Regions from separate parts of the Bos taurus genome. Here region 1 is linked to region 2. Evidence: chromatin contacts called from public Hi-C data. All regions are on one chromosome and are shown on one strand. Each heading gives the region's core, a stretch centred on a gene start, on an enhancer-like site or on the middle of the called end of the contact. The rest is flanking DNA. Distances are from core to core; before and after follow the strand shown. Region 1 overlaps UVRAG (UV radiation resistance associated). Region 2 has its middle 8.3 kb from the start of UVRAG.

What was found. Hi-C and Micro-C count contacts between places; a contact is called where the count stands out from the background.
Region 1: a Hi-C map of an unstated tissue shows a contact between it and region 2, with 2.1 times the contacts expected there. The contact joins two enhancer-like sites. A contact is called at or near these places in 4 of 11 Hi-C or Micro-C datasets (blastocyst, blood, liver and 1 more).

What each region holds. Positions count from the first base shown.
Region 1 is chr15:55,254,663-55,257,912 of ARS-UCD2.0, reverse strand. It overlaps UVRAG (UV radiation resistance associated), which reads right to left. Exons shown (of 15, transcript NM_001193026.1): 3 at 805-839. Among named protein-coding and RNA genes, the nearest start is that of UVRAG, 44 kb to the right of the region's middle. Within about 2 kb of position 1,707, at least 5 of the 102 cell types and tissues checked have an H3K27ac peak or open chromatin away from gene starts, as enhancers often do.
Region 2 is chr15:55,202,272-55,205,343 of ARS-UCD2.0, reverse strand. No RefSeq gene overlaps it. Among named protein-coding and RNA genes, the nearest start is that of UVRAG, 8.3 kb to the left of the region's middle. Within about 2 kb of position 1,808, at least 6 of the 102 cell types and tissues checked have an H3K27ac peak or open chromatin away from gene starts, as enhancers often do.

The DNA of each region.
Region 1 (3,250 bases), core at 458-2,957, 53 kb before region 2:
AAGGGAACTACTTTAGATGGAATAGTTATAGAAGGCCAGGCTGAAGTGACATAGCTCAAACCTCAAAGGGTTCTTCAGCAAGGTAAAGAAGCAAGCAAACAGGTGCTGTAGGCATAAGGAACAAGGTAAGTTTGACCTGTTTGAAGCACTGAAAAAATGAGGTAAGCCTGGAACACAAGGCTTAGTGAGAAAAACCATCAGCAGACAAGGCTGAAAAAGTGGACAGGGGCTAAATCCAATATGGCTGGATTGTTATAAGAATGTTATCAGTACCATAAAGCTTTTCTTTTTATTAACGTGGCCAAATTGAATCATCATGCAAATTATCTAGTGTACCCATTCGCAAAAGTAGGACATTTCCAACTTTCTCCTTGAGCAACTCTATGGCCAAAAAATAAGTAGAAAGATCCTATACAATGGCCCTAGCCATAAAATTCTTAAGAACTACATACAAAAACATCATTTATTATGATGTTTGGAAAGTTAAATAGTTAAAAACCTCAAGAGCAAACAGAAATGACAGAATTATAGAATGATTTGAAAAAAAAAAAAAGGTTTTTAACAGAAAAAGTGTCATTGCATTCAGTAAATATTTATCAAGCACCTACTTTGTGCCAGGCATGCTCTAAGCACTAGAGATACATCAATGAACAAATCAGTGAAGATTTAAGCAATAATTGAGCAGAAGATTTAACTGTAGAAATATAATACCAGAACTGAACTTCAACTTATTTTATGTCTCAGCATTTTCTAAAATAGGAGTCATAGGCTTAGTCATATGCACCTGTCAGAAAGCAAACTTACCAAGGAATTCTTAATCACTTCACTCCTATAAAATTCTGGAAAAGAAGAAAAAGAACAATAAGTGATGTGGAAGAAAATAAGCTCACTAACTCTTAATCCCATAAATTTTTTAACATATGCTCTAGTAAAAAAAAAAAAAAAAAACCAACACTTCAAACATTTTCAAGGGCTCTCTGTATATATTTATCTGTAAAAATTAAAATACAGATAATTATGAAATAAAAGTTTTTTAATTGAAGCATAGTTGATTTACAATGTGTTAGTTTCTAATATACAGCAAAGTGATTCAGTTGTACATATACAAATATTTATTCTTTTTCATATTCTTTCCCATTACAGTTTATTATAGGATATTGAATATAGTTCCCTGTGCTACACAGTAAGACCCTGTCTAAAATTAAAAAGTTTTAAAGGGAAAAACACTGGTAAAGAAAGGTCAAAATCTATTAAGATTTAATTTAGTTATTTTTCCCTGACTGGCTCCTTTTACCCCAGAGTCTAAGGTAAGGCCTTAAAAACTCAGACTTTATTCTCCCTTAACTACTGCCATCGTCTACAACCAATTCCATATGCTCCGCTTGTCTCAAACATCTCCAGTGATTATCCATTGTAGTACTGTGGAAAGAACACTCATCTAGCAACCAGGTGACCAAAGTTCTAGCTCTACATGTCATTAACGTTCTGCTCTCATTCCCCTGGGCCCATTTCTTCATGACACTTTTGACAATCAGACTAATAATCAAGGCCTTCTGTAATCACTAAAATTCCATGATTCTATACACCTTCATTTATACTGTAAATGTTACAAAACCTGAAGATACAATTAAGAGAGAGACTGTGTCAGAGGTTCAGTGAAGATACAATCAAAAGAAAGACTGTGTCAGAGGTTCAGACAGACATTCCTAAGAACCCTTCAATACTGCCTCTGTTGTCTCTGCCAAAGTTACGCTGTGATGCTCTGTCAATGCAGAGCCTACAAGGACTCTGTACCCGTATGCTGCTATCGGGCAATATTCCCCATGGGTGATGCACATATCACTGATACATGAGACGACTCTTAGGTGATACGTGGATAAACTTTACTTTTTTCTAACATTGAAATTTATGACTCATATACCCAACCCCTAATAGTAAGCTCCATAAGGGCAATACCATTTGTTTTGTATAACTGCTGTCTCCTCAACACATAAAAACTATTCCTGGCACAGAGTAGGCACTCAGTAAAATTTTGATTGAATCAACAACTTCACAGACTGTGGAAAAATGGACTTCTTAAAATATATTCAGTATGTAGCACTAGAGATGAAATTCAAAGAGAGTAAAACTTGCCAAAGTAGTCCACAAGACTGAAGTTTGGGAATCATCAAGCAGTAAAGGAAAAGTGGACCTGGATATAAAGTTCTAATGGGCAAGGTCTTTTGGTTAAAATGTTTCTTCACAAAACACAGCATCTATACTATTCTATGCTTGTCTTCCCTTAAACAATAGTAATAGTGATAATCATCCTATTTTTTGGCAAGATAGCCACAACACACTAATGAAAAAAACAAGTTCTATGAGAGAATTTACCACAGGATCCAAATTTTTACAATTACATGAACAACATTTATCTTAAGTGATAGGGTTAGGCTGCTTACTTTTATTTATTGCTTGGCAGTTTTTAAATTTTTCTATTTTGAACAATTACTTTAAATAAGAGAAGGGATAATTCTAATTGTTTTTAAAAGGAAAGTTTTCTTGATGAATATTTAAGTTACTGATAGTTTTTGGATATTTCAAGTAATATTATATATAATCTTTGAAAGATATATATTCTAAGACACATGAATCTATAAGATAGACTTCAAGTGAAATTGCAAGATAAAAGGAAAAAAAAGCTTGAATTTGATAGATATTGCCAGATTGTTCTCTATAAACACTGTACCAATTTACAGTCCCACTTAACAGTAGCCAACCCTACACATTTGTGTTTTTTTAATTAGTTAATTCACTGGCTGTGCTGGGTCTTCATTGCTGCATGCGGCGTTTCTCTAGTTGCGGAGAGTCGGCGCTACCCTAACTGCGGTGCACAGGCTTCTCACTGCTGTGGCTGCTCCTGTCACAGAACACAGGCTCTAGGCACTCGGGCTTCAGTAGCTGCAGCACACGGGCTCAGCAGTAGTGGCTTGCAGGGTCCACCGCAGGCTCAGTAGCTGTGGCACAAGGGGCCTAGCTGCTCCACAGCACGTGGGATCTTCCCAGAGCAGGGATCAAACCCATGTCCCCTGCACTGGCAGTTGGATTCTTAAGCACTGGACCACAAGGGAACCCCAACCCTCAGTATTATTCTTTTCATTTTTTCCCAACAGTTAACCAATGCCAATCATAAATTGGCTACATAAATGTACATACATATGTATGTCCATGTGTGTATATATATACATATGTTCTTCTCTAATATGCATAC
Region 2 (3,072 bases), core at 559-3,058:
CATTAGGAAAAAGATATTTACATGGTGATGAAATAAAATGTCTATTTTATGGCAAAGTGAAAGTGTTAGTCGCTAGTTGAGCCCATCAGGCAAGCATACTGGAGTAGGTAACCATTCCTTTCTCTGGGGGAATCTTCCCAACCCAGGAAATGAACCTGGGTTTCCCAAATTGCAGGCAGATTCTTTATCATCTGAGCCAGCAGGGAAGCCTTTTTTTTTTCCTTTTTTCTTTTTTTCTTTTTTTTTAATAGCAAGATAAGAAAAATTTAAACAAAATGTTCTTTGTCTATGTAGGCCTCCTCCCTCCCCCTTTTAAAGTGTATTTTGCACTTACATTAATTGTTGTCTCTTTAGGAGATAACAATTCCTCTTAAATTAATCAAGGGTCACAACTCCTTAGAAGATAACCTTTCTTCTTAATCTTGTAAGGGGCCACGATGGCCTATGACCTTGCTTCGATCTGGATTGTGTAAACTGTAATAACACATTATTTAATGTATAGCCCTCTGAATTTGACCTCTAATAGATGGAACAGTTCTCAAAGGTTTTTAGGAGGCAGTTCCCAGATTATAATCCTATAATCCAATTTATAATTGGATAAGGCCAATCCTTATAACTGACTCGGATTAAAATTTCCTTCTTAGATTGTTCAATTTATTCATCAATGATAGTCTCAAAGTATGGAAAAAGAGTAACTTTACAGTGTAAAAGCCAGACAGTCCACCTTAATCAAATGATCAAAGTGAGTATCATGAAATTGAAATCATGTACCACCAGATTGGATGTAGTGAGAAAAACTCATCATCACTTATGTGGTATTTCTGCTAAAAATGGATAATCTGAATCAGTCATGAAGAAACTTGAGACATAACAAAACTAAATAATGTTTTATAGAATACCTGGCCTGTAATCTTTAAGATTGTCAAGGTCATGATAGTCAAGGAGAGACTGGGGAACTGTTTCACATAAAAGGGGTGTGATACTATGATTTATGGGCTTTCCTTGCGGCTCACCTGGTAAAGAATCCACCCGCAATGCGGGAGACCTGGGTTTGATCCCTGGGTTAGGAAGATCGCCTGGAGAAGGGAAAGGCTACCCACTCCAGTATTCTGACCTAGAGAATGCCATGGACTATATAGTCCATAGGGTTGCAAAGAGTCAGACACAACTAAGTGACTTTCACTTTCACTGTGACTTATAAGAAGAAATATATATTTGATCTTTGTTCACTATTCCTGGCATATACCTCCTAAAACTCTTATGAAAGTGAAACGATTAGTCTCTCAGTTGTGTCTGACTGTTTGTGACCCCTTGGATGGTAGCCCACTAGGCTCCTCTGTCCACGAAATTCTCCAGGCAAGAATACTGGAGTGAGTAGCCACTCCCTTCTCCAGGGGATCTTTAATTTCTTATATAAGAGCCACAGGGGCATCTTTGGTAATATAATATTTACTTTTGTCCTCAGTTCCTGAAACAACCTCAGAATATATACAAGTGAAATGGAGATCTTTTGTTTTCATAACAAACCCCATTCAACCACATGGGTGTTTATGTTAATAAAATGGCTTTTGGAAAGCCTTTAGATAACCTACTGGAGAAGGAAATGGCAACCCACTCCAGTACTCTTGTCTGGAAAATTCCATGGACGGAGGAGCCTAATAGGCTACAGTCCATGGGATCACAAATAGTCAGACACGACTGAGCGACTTCACTTCACTTCACTTAGATAACCTAAGATTGGCAGTTGCCAGGGGAACCAAACCTGATTAGAGGGAGGGGACTTTTAGACCCCTCCCACTCCAGACATCTGGGGAGGGGAAAGGCACTGAACATTGACTTCAATCAACAATGGCCAGCGATTTAATCAATCATGCCTGTGTAATAGAGCCTCCATAAAAACCTGCAAGAATGGGGTGTAGAGAGAACACAAGGAAGTGCTGGGACAGAGACACACAGAGGTCTTGGAAGCTCTGCATTCCTTCCCACATACCTTGCTCTATGCAGCTCTTCCATCTGCTATTCCTGAGTGATATCCTTTTACAATAAACTGATAATCTAGTGAGCAACTGTTTTGTTGAGTTCTGTGAGCTGCTCCAGCAAACTAATGGACCTCAAGGAAGCATTTGTGGGAACCTTCAATTTATAGCCAGTTGGTCAGAAACGTAGTTAACAATCTATGCTTGCTATTGGCATCTGAAGTATGTGGATGTGGGGTGGGGAGGCGGGGGTGGGAGTGTATGTGTGGGGGTGGGGGTGGAGGGTTGAGAGGGGTGCTGGGCTGAGCCCTTAACCTGTGGGAGCTGATGCTATCTCCAGGTAGATAAGGTCAGAATTGAGTTAAATTGTAGGACAACCAGCTGTTATCAGATAATTGTGGGGAAAATCCCCATACACTATAGTGTCGGACATGCAGTAGTGATTCAGTGTTGAGAGTAGAGGAGAAACACAGGATTGCATTTTTCCTGTAGAATGAGATTTAAATAACATGTGAGTCTGAACTTGATTCTTTTGCTAAAATGGGCATATTAAGACGAGTGGTGATGTCCTTGACTAACATATGAGGATTGTGTTTCTGGATTAATTTAATGGCCTTCATGATTTTACTGTGGTATTTGTCTGTAGGATAATGATCTTGTTTGGTGTGATGTGGCATCGTGTCTGCAACTTACTCTCAAGTGGTTTGGAAGAAAATTTTTTTGAATATTTTGAAATTTTTTTTGAATTGTACTTGCAACTTTTTTGTGAGATTGTTTTCCATAAAGTGATGAAGAAAATTTGGTGATGTTCTTTGCATAGTAACTACTTTCTATAAACAAAATGAAAGTGAAAATGATTTTTCACAACATTTTGTTCATTAAAGTTTATATTTTAAAAAGTTTAATAACTTATCGAGAGTTTGATATATGCCAGGCATTGCTGTAAGCAGTGTGTGTGTACCCTTACCACAGTGCTAGAGATTTCAGAGGTAAGGCAAGAGTTCTGTCATCTGCCTAAGGTCACATGTTTTGGGTTTTGAACTGGGATTTGAAAGCAGTCTAACTCCAGTGTTATTAATCCTACATTTTTCTACCT